2 separate regions of the Mus musculus genome follow, and region 2 is linked to region 1. The links are chromatin contacts, called in public promoter capture Hi-C maps. All regions are on one chromosome and are shown on one strand. Each heading gives the region's core, a stretch centred on a gene start, on an enhancer-like site or on the middle of the called end of the contact. The rest is flanking DNA. Distances are from core to core; before and after follow the strand shown. Region 1 holds the start of Golga7 (golgi autoantigen, golgin subfamily a, 7). Region 2 holds the start of Brf2 (BRF2, RNA polymerase III transcription initiation factor 50kDa subunit).

The links. Promoter capture Hi-C pulls out the DNA fragments that hold promoters and counts their contacts.
Region 2: a promoter capture Hi-C map of pre-B cells shows a contact between it and region 1. The contact joins the promoter of Brf2 here to the promoter of Golga7 in region 1. A contact is called at or near these places in 1 of 39 promoter capture datasets (pre-B cells) and 1 of 484 Hi-C or Micro-C datasets (CD4 T cells).

What each region holds. Positions count from the first base shown.
Region 1 is chr8:23,253,877-23,258,436 of GRCm38.p6, reverse strand. Golga7 (golgi autoantigen, golgin subfamily a, 7) reads left to right here and starts at 1,357. Exons shown (of 5, transcript NM_020585.2): 1 at 1,357-1,763. The coding sequence starts at 1,653.
Region 2 is chr8:27,126,402-27,131,005 of GRCm38.p6, reverse strand. Brf2 (BRF2, RNA polymerase III transcription initiation factor 50kDa subunit) reads left to right here and starts at 2,374. Exons shown (of 4, transcript NM_025686.2): 1 at 2,374-2,585; 2 at 3,487-3,546. The coding sequence starts at 2,432.

The DNA of each region.
Region 1 (4,560 bases), core at 108-2,607:
GGGCTATACAGAGAAACCCTGTCTCAAAAAACCAAACAAACAAACAAATAAAAAACTGTCTTGGTCATGGTTTCCCTTCACAGCAATGGAAACCCTGAGGCAGTACGTGAATGAATAAATGGGGAAAGTCACAGAAATGAAATTACGTATGGCACAACAGAGGAATCTCAGTAGAATCTATACAATAAGAAGGAGACGAAAAACTCTGATTCAATTTAAGTGAAAGTTAAGAAAACACAAGTTTGTTTCTAGTGACAGAAAGGTTAGTACTGGGCAAAGGGGGTCTGCTGAATGGCTGAAAGGTATGACTGTAAAGAGTAAGGAAGTTTTTAGAGGTGGTGTTTATTATCTTGATTGTACTGATGGTTTAAGGGCATGGACGTGGTAGAAGTTAACAAATTATGTCCACGTTAAATGAGTGGGTTTACTATACACCCTTTATTGGGATAAAGCTATTCATTTTTGAGACAGGGTCTCACCATGACGATCTGGCTGGCCTGGTACTATTTAGGTAAACTGGGGTGGGCTTGAACTCAGAGATCACCAGGGAGTGGACGACCTCTGCCCTGTCCCCCGCCCTATGCTGGAAATTTTTTTAATGCTATTTTTAAAACCCCAAAAGAGAAATCAATTATCGTGACAACTGATCAAGTATCTAATCAATTATCAGTATACTAAAAAGTTGTACTAGAACATCGCCACCACCAGACGTGCATAGGGATTTTCCTGGATGTCTTGCAAAGATACAGTCAGTAAAGTGGGGACCAATGAGAGAGAACTGTTGTTGGTCCAGTCGGGTCACCTAAGCGGGTATAGCTGGTGTACATGTCTCTGGGACGAAAAAAACCAACACCTCAAGAAGAATTGGAGAAGGGATGCAGGATAATGCAGAACAGGAATACCATCTCCTCACTCTCGTTCAAGAGGGTTCCAGGGGCCAAATGCATCCCCAGTAGTGCGCTTTGTAGTTGTAAATATCTGTGTCTGTTGGAATTGGAGAGTGACGGTTGTTTTTGTGGAGCGAGGTGGGTTAGCCCACGTGAAAGCTGGAACGCTTAATCAAGAAGGGAACTATTCCTGTGCCCACAAACCACTTCACCACAACCAACAGGGAATTCCGAGTCTCTAACCCCGGCGTCTTTCCCGGAACTCCCGGATCCACCGATCACGTCCACCTCATCATCATCATCTTCTTCCGCCCGGAAGGGTTTCATTCGCCTACACTAGGAAGACTTCTCTCCCAGCCACCGCGCACCTCACCGCAACGCGCAGCCGCGGAGGCGTCGCTTTACGGCCGGAGGGGGCGGGGTGTCAACGTGCGGCACAGAAGGTGTTCGGGAGAGGCTAGGTTTTTTTGCGACAGGACGTAAGCGGCGACGGAGGTGGCGCGACAGCTGCTGGAGGGCCGAGGAGGCGGGTTTGTGTTTCCAGGGCCGAACCAGGATGTGGGGGGGCGCGGGTCCTGGGCTTGGGTAGCTTGGAGTCCCTCGGCTACAGCCATGAGTGAAGGGGATCGGCGAGGGGGGAGGCCTGGGGCGTCTTTGGGCGGTGGGTGGCTCCGAAGGGCTGGCGGGCCGGAGAGCCGGCTCTAGGCCGGCCATCTGACCCCGTGTCTTGCCCGAACTCGCAGAGCGGCGGGTCCTGTCCTCGCCATGAGGCCGCAGCAGGCACCGGTGTCCGGGAAGGTGTTCATTCAGCGAGACTACAGCAGCGGCACGCGCTGCCAGTTCCAGACCAAGTTCCCCGCGGAGCTGGAGAACAGGGTATGCAGCCCGGCTTCCCCTGCTCCTGGCCCTGCTCCTGGCCCTGCCCCTGGCCCTGGGGAGGGGAGAGTCCCTGGAGCGGGAGGGAGTGTCTCACGGTTCGGGAGAGCATGAGACGTCAGGATTCATGGGAAAAGATATACGAAGGAGGTACGGTCTAGTATTTGGAGAAAGACCACTAAGGCTAATGCTCAGAGTACAGTGATCATATAGAACTTTTAGGATGCTGGCCCGCAGTCCACCCAAGAGTGTCCTTAACAGGATGCCGACACACACACACACACACACACACACACACACACGGTACTTGACACCTGGTTGAAGCTCACACACACACACACACTCACTCAGTTATTGACATCTTGATGAGGTGCTAATTCCTGGAACTCCAGGCCACCTCATACCTCCTGTGGTAACCTATATCCTACTGCCTCAGACACGCGAAAGACAGCGTCATAGTCATGACTGGTATCTGTGGTCACTGTGCTGGTCATACTGTTCAGCTGAAAGGGTTTATTAGGGATGTGCTCGGCAGTCCAGACAGGCCTTCTTGGAACCTGAAAAACGTACACGGTCCCGGGCAGGAACGGCAAAGGAACTTGTAGCTGAACCAACCCTGACTCCCAGTCATTATCACTGGGAACTTCCTGTTTGCCTTGCATATCAAAACGGTCATGGGGCAGAGGTCCTTTGGGCAACCTTGTAAACAAAGATGAGATTTGTGTACCATTCCTTCAGATTTAACCACACCAAAAAAAAAACAAAAAAAATCTACTCGTCTACCCAATGTGATCCTCCTTTTGTTCTTCAGCGATATTACTCAGATTCTATTTCCTGTTCATAAATCAGTTTCTGAAGGATGAGGAACTTGGAGGGTAATTAAGCATGGTGTGGGTGTGGGGCTAAGAAATGCTGCTTGTGGACTAGGTAGGTGGAGATGAGTGTGTACTAGAGAAATGTGTGCCAGCCATTTAAAATCAGAGGGGTGGTTTGTAGGCTGGGTGTGTGGCTTAGTGCACAGAGCCTGTTTTTTCCAGGTTGAAGGCCCAGGGATCTATCCCCAGCACTACATACTTACTCAGGCCAACTACCAGCTACTAGGAAATCTAAGGCTGGAAGACTGCATGTTCCAGGCCAGCCTAGGCAGTTTGAAAAGACCATGCTCTGAAATAGCTTGGAAAAGGTGGTGATCCTGAGATAATTCAATGGTAGACCACTTGTCTAGGATGTGTGGGGCTCTGGTTTCAATCCCAGTACTGACTGATTGTTAGGCTAGAAAATTCTTTATTTCATTACCTTCTCCTTAAGTGGGATTTATGGCTGTTGGCAAGTTAGTGGCACAGTTGCCCTTCTTGAACTGCAAATTAAAGATGAAGCAAGCTTTGAAAAGATACTGTGTAAACAGTGTGTGGTCATGGACACCTGTAACCTGGCGCCCAGGTGCCAGAGGCAGGAGGATCCTGAGTCCTAAGCCAGTATGGACTGCATTGCAAAACTCTTGTCTCAGGGAGAGTGAGGAGGGAGAGGATAACAGGTTTTGATTGACTTGTTTGTGACATGCCATTTAAAGGCCTCTGTTGGTTTATAAGTCAGACTTCTCTCTTTATTGAGCCAGGCACGTATATGCGACATCAGGCATTCGCCTTTCATTGTGGATGGTAGAACCTTTCCTTAATAATCTTAGGTTTAAAACCCCCATGTAGTCACACACACCTTTACAGGAAATTGATGCTGCTGAACTCTGCCGTCCAAATTGGTACTTGATTGACTTGCTAAACCGCAGAATGGGTAGTGGTGTGTGTGTGCTATGTGCCTTTGACTCTCTTACTGTTGAGTTAAACACTTACGTAAACCACTTGGGGAGGCTTTTATGGGTATGTGCTGATGATACGTTGACGTTCTCTTGACTTTGTGTGATGGGGCGTTGAGAGGCTTATTTCTCTGCTGACCTAGAAGTAGTGGTGCTGCGCTGCGCTGCGCTGTGCTGTGCTGCGCTGCGCTGTGCTGTGCTGTTGCCAGGTCTGGCTTTCAGTCCGTGGGAACATCACACTCGCCAGTGTGATGAGAAACTAATGCACAGATGTCCTATTTGACATGATATTTAAAAATGCACGCATGCTATTTGAGGGCACAGAATTGTGTCAGCTGAGCACTGTACTCCGCTGCCTGTTACAGTGTGATGCTTTGATGCCTGAGAGCCCAGCTGCCCCAGTCGTTCTTCAAACGAACCTTTGTTGTTGTTTTAGCTAGAATGCCAATGTTTTAGTCCCCCTAGTCTTCTGGGAGAAGAAAATCCAAACGGACTGTAGTAGAGACGAATTCTACTTAATCTAGTCAGCAGGAATAACCTTTGACTTTACGATATGTTTGTGATCGCTTTAGCTTCAGCAGTGTGTATTTCATCAAAAACAAAACTTCTGAGAAAACCATTCCTAGGTCCATTCCATTTTAAATGGTGTTTATTGGGCCATGTTTTGGTTGGTTGGTTGGTTGGTTGGTTTTTTGGGGTTTTTTGGGTTTTTGAGACAGGGTTTCTCTGTGTAGTCCTGGCTGTCCTGGAACTCACTCTGTTGACCAGGCTGGTCTCGAACTCAAAAATCTACCCGTCTCTGCCTCCCAATTGCTGGGATTAAAGGCATGCACTACCACTGCCCAGCATGGGCCATGTTTTTTTTTTTTTTTTTGGGGGGGGGGGTCCATTTTTGCATATCTCCAAATTTCCAATACAGTTTCTGAATTACTATCCAAAGACCTTTGGAGGACTGATGACTATCTTAATGTGCCTAGACACAACAGA
Region 2 (4,604 bases), core at 1,125-3,624, 3.9 Mb before region 1:
TGTAATTTGGTTTTTATAATGGTATCACTGAAAGCAATATTTTACTCAGGATTCTTTGATCTACATAAAACTAAGAAGTCTGGAGTCAGAATCTTAGGGCATCTTAAAGCTCAGGTTTTATTTTATCTTTTTTATTTGTTTCCTTTGGCTGTTTTTTGTTTGTTTGTTTTCTCTTTTTTGTTTTTTTTTTGTTTTTGTTTTTGTTTTTTTGAGACAGGGTTTCTCTGTGTAGCCCTGGCTGTCCTGGAACTTACTCTGTAAACCAGGCTGGCCTCGAACTCAGAAATTCGCCTGCCTCTGCCTCCCAAGTGCTGGGATTAAAGGTGTATGCCATGTATCAAAAGATGGCCTAGTCGGCCATCACTGCAAAGAGAGGCCCATTGGACTTGCAAACTTTATATGCCCCAGTACAGGGGAACGCCAGGGCCAAAAAGGGGGAGTGGGTGGGTAGGGGATTGGGGGGGTGGGTATGGGGGACCTTTGAGATAGCATTGAAAATGTAAATGAGGAAAATACCTAATTAAAAAAAAAGGTGTATGCCACCACCGCCCAGCCCTTTGGCGCTCTCTCTCTCTCTCTCTCTCTCTCTCTCTCTCTCATTTGTTTATTTATTTTACATATATGAGTACACAGTCACCAACACACAAGAGGGCATTGGATCCAATTACAGATGGATGTGAGCCACTATGTGGTTTCTGGGAATTGAACTCATGACCTCTGGAAGAGCAGTCAGTGCTCTTAACCCCTGAGGCATCTCTCCAGCCCCTTGCTTTTAACTCTTGATTTCCTGCCTTTACTTTCCAAGTGCTGGGGCAACAGGCGAGTTATATTAAAGTTCAATACAAGATTGTTTTCCCCTTTTCTCTCTTAAAAAAAAATTAAGAGAGGGTCTAGCTAGCCCTAGCTGGCCAGGCACTCACTCTGTACATCAAATTGCCCTTGGACTCAAAGAAACCTGCCTGCCTCTGCCTTCTGAGTGTCAGAATTAAAGGCACGTGCCACGTGGATAGCTCAAAGTTCAAGGTTTTAAACATGTCTGAGTCGGCCTGTAGCTTCCAGTTTGCCAAAAGTTGAAGGGGAGAGAGGAGGTGTGTGTGTGTGTGTGTGTGTGTGTATGTGTGTGTTTGAAGGCCAGATGTAGTAGCAAATGTCTTTAATCCTAGCACTCAGAAGGTAGAGAGAGGCAGATTTCTGTGAGTTTAAGACTATCCTGGTATATATAATGAGTTCCAAGACAGCCAGAGATATACAGTGACTCTTGTCTTAAAGTACAAAACAAAACAAAACACCCAAATCAAACCAACAATAAAATCCGACAATTTAAAATGCATTCTTACCAACTCCTAGCCTCCATCAATTCAGAAGATAGCATCTGAAACCCATGGAAAGGGTTTCCCCATATTCTGTAATGTTATTACCAGTGGTCCCTATCGTATGATATATGGCTCTCTTTGTTCTAAATCTAATGCAATCTTCATGTAACCACTTAACAGTTCTATGTGTTATTTGGAGAAACTTGTATCTATCTGTTCCTGGGCTCAAGTCCTCCTTTTTGGCTCTAGCATAAACTCTTGTACATCCTCTTTGAGGAGAGAACTATGGTTTTTCATGCTATTCTCTGAAGATATTTAAATCTACCACTCAAGATTTTAGTTCATCTTATTGTATTTATTTAGAGACATGTTCTTATTAAGTTGCTCTGACTGGACTGAACTCATTATGTACACCAGGCTTGGCTCAATCTCTACCTCCTAAATGCTAGGATTAAAGAAATATGTTGGAAAACAACAACAACAAGAGAGACTTTGAAAGAGAGACGGCAACTTAGTGTGGGGAGGTCCGTAGAGTACAACACAATTTACTGCTCTCTCACTGCAGAGTGATCTATTTTCTACTACGGTCAAACTTAACGTTCCTTACTACATAGAAAGGAAAAAACTGGTTCCACTTTTTTGAAGGGAGTTAAATCAGGCATGGTAATACAAGCCTGTAATCCCAGCATGTAGTAGGCAGAGGCAGGAGGATCAGTATTTTAGGTCAGCCTGGGCTACATAAGCATGATAGGCTAAAAAATAAATTATAAATTGGATAATATATTTTAAAAAATAGTGTTTTGCAGACAACAATTCCACATCTGTGGTTTGTGTCAACTCCCCACGTGGCCTAACCACAAAAACCCAGAGAGCCTGAGAAACAGTTAAATCCAGGAACCTCCCTTTCTAACTCAGGTTTCTACCCGAGTCCACAGAAGGGATCGGAAGTGGCGTACTGCCGAGGGGAGGAGCAAACTGCCAGCCGATTGGCCAGCTGGCCGGAGGAGGATGGTGCATCCGGAATAAGCGCCCCTCCACTTTATTGCCGCTGCCCAGTTACAAGTTCTCTGGGAGTTTGTGCCTGACGGCGGTACCGCAGCCCTGGACCGACCGACGAGATGCCGAACGGAAGCCGCTGCCCGGATTGCGGCTCCTCCGAGCTCGTGGAAGATTCGCATTATTCTCAGAGCCAGCTGGTGTGCTCCGACTGCGGCTGCGTGGTCACCGAAGGGGTCCTAACTACCACCTTTAGCGACGAGGGCAACTTCAGGGGTACTGGTCTTGAACCCGGGGATCGCCAGCCTTGGGCGGTGGAGTCCTTAAACCCAGCTCCCTCTTTCCAGCCTCCTCCCTTTCTTGGCCATGCGCACAGTTAAATGTGAGAGAATTGGGCTTAAGTAAACAGATGAGCTGGAGGAGGGTGCGATCCATCTGATTTCCCAGTACCTACAACGGTGTCTGGCATTGGGTGGGTATATTGGTTGGTGAATGAACGAAACGATAAAGGTTTCATTCGTCTTGTCAGACCTAGTCAGTGTTGAAGGAGTGCCGGTAAATTATTTGAAAATAACAACACGAACCATCATCTCCTAGCAGGTTTTAGCACTAATTGGCAACTTGCTCTCCTCTGCGTTCCACGCCATTGCTCTAGTACAGCGGTTCTCAACCGGTGGGTGGTGACCGCCGTGGTGTCCACAGAATCTTTCACAGGAGTCCCCTAAGACCATCCTGCATATAGGCGGTTTACATTATGATTCATAATGCAATTCATAATTCTCTTTTTTTTCTGTAGCTAATGCAATCTTCGTGTAACCATTACAAAATTACAGTTATGAAGTAGCAACGAAAATAATGTTAAGGTTGGGGGTCACCACAACGTGAGGAACTGTATTAAAGGGTGGCAGCATTAGGAAGGTTGAGAACCACTGCTCTAGCCCTTGGCTAATGCAGCCCTCAAAAGTGAATGTATCAGAGAAATTATTGGAAAATCAGAATTGCCAGTGCAGCTTTTAAAAATACAGTTCTGTCCTATTACTTTTACATAGATGGGTATCTTCTCTGAGGTAGAAGTAGATACACAGTCATTTGAAATCTCCCTGGCCTTATGCAGTCAGAGGGCAAGGAGGAGGTGAACGAAGGCCAGCTGGGTAATTTGTTGTTTGCTATTTTACAGAAGTGACATATTCTCGAAGCACTGGGGAAAACGAACAAGTTAGTCGCTGCCAGCAACGAGGTGAGAATCAAACTTTTTTCCCCCTTAAATTTCAGCTTTGCTTTTATTTATGTCACTGTTTAATGTTTTGATATTATGTGTATGGGTGTTCTTACTGCATGTATGTGTGTGTGTGCAGCATGTGCATGCCTGGTGCCCATGGAGTTAGAAGAGGGGGTTGGATCATCTGGAATTGCAGTTATAGATGGTCGTGAGCAGCCCTGTGGATGCTGGGAAGCAAACCCCAGGTCGTCTACAAGAGCAATAGTGCCTTTTAACTGCTGAGCCATCTCTCCAGCCCAGAGCATCAACCTTTTTTTTTCTTTTCTTTTCTTTTTTAAATATATTTTTTTATTACGTATTTTCCTCAATTACATTTCTAATGCTATCCCAAAAGTCCCCCATACCCTCCCCTCAACTCCCCTACCCACCCATTCCGGAGCATCAACCTTTTATGACACCGTGGCCTTAAAGACTTTTTTGTTTTGTTTTTGTTTTTCAAGACAGGGTTTCTCTGTGTAGCCCTGGCTGTCTTGGAACTCCCTCTGTAGACCAGGCCTGCCTTGAACTCAGAAATCCTCCTGCCTCTGCCTCCCAAGTGCTGAGATTAAAGGCGTGCGCCACCAACACCCGACTGAGATGGTTGTTTTGATGACCTAGTCTGTCTGTGTGTCCTTGTTTTCAGTGTTACTGGCGTCAGGCAGGCTGCGAGAGAACAGTTGTTAATGTGGCGTGTGCCTACAATCTCGGCACTCTGGGGTTGAGGCAGGAGGATAGAGTTTGAGGTCAGCCCAGCCTACATACTGAGTGTGTATTAAAAACTAAAAGGCATAGAGGTAGAGGAAGGTTTGGGTCTGCACAGAGAGCCTGAGTAAAAGCATGGCTTTGGAGCTAGGGGTAGGTCGGTGATAGAATATGTACCTATCATGTGTAAGGCTTGAGGTTCAATCCCCAGCACCAAAAAGAAAAAAAAAAGGAAAAAAAAAAAGAAAGAAAAGAAAAGACATTTTGCCTTGTCCATAAGTTAAAATACGAAGGTGGTGGATTGAATGTGACCTTTCTACAAGTGTTGTGCACCA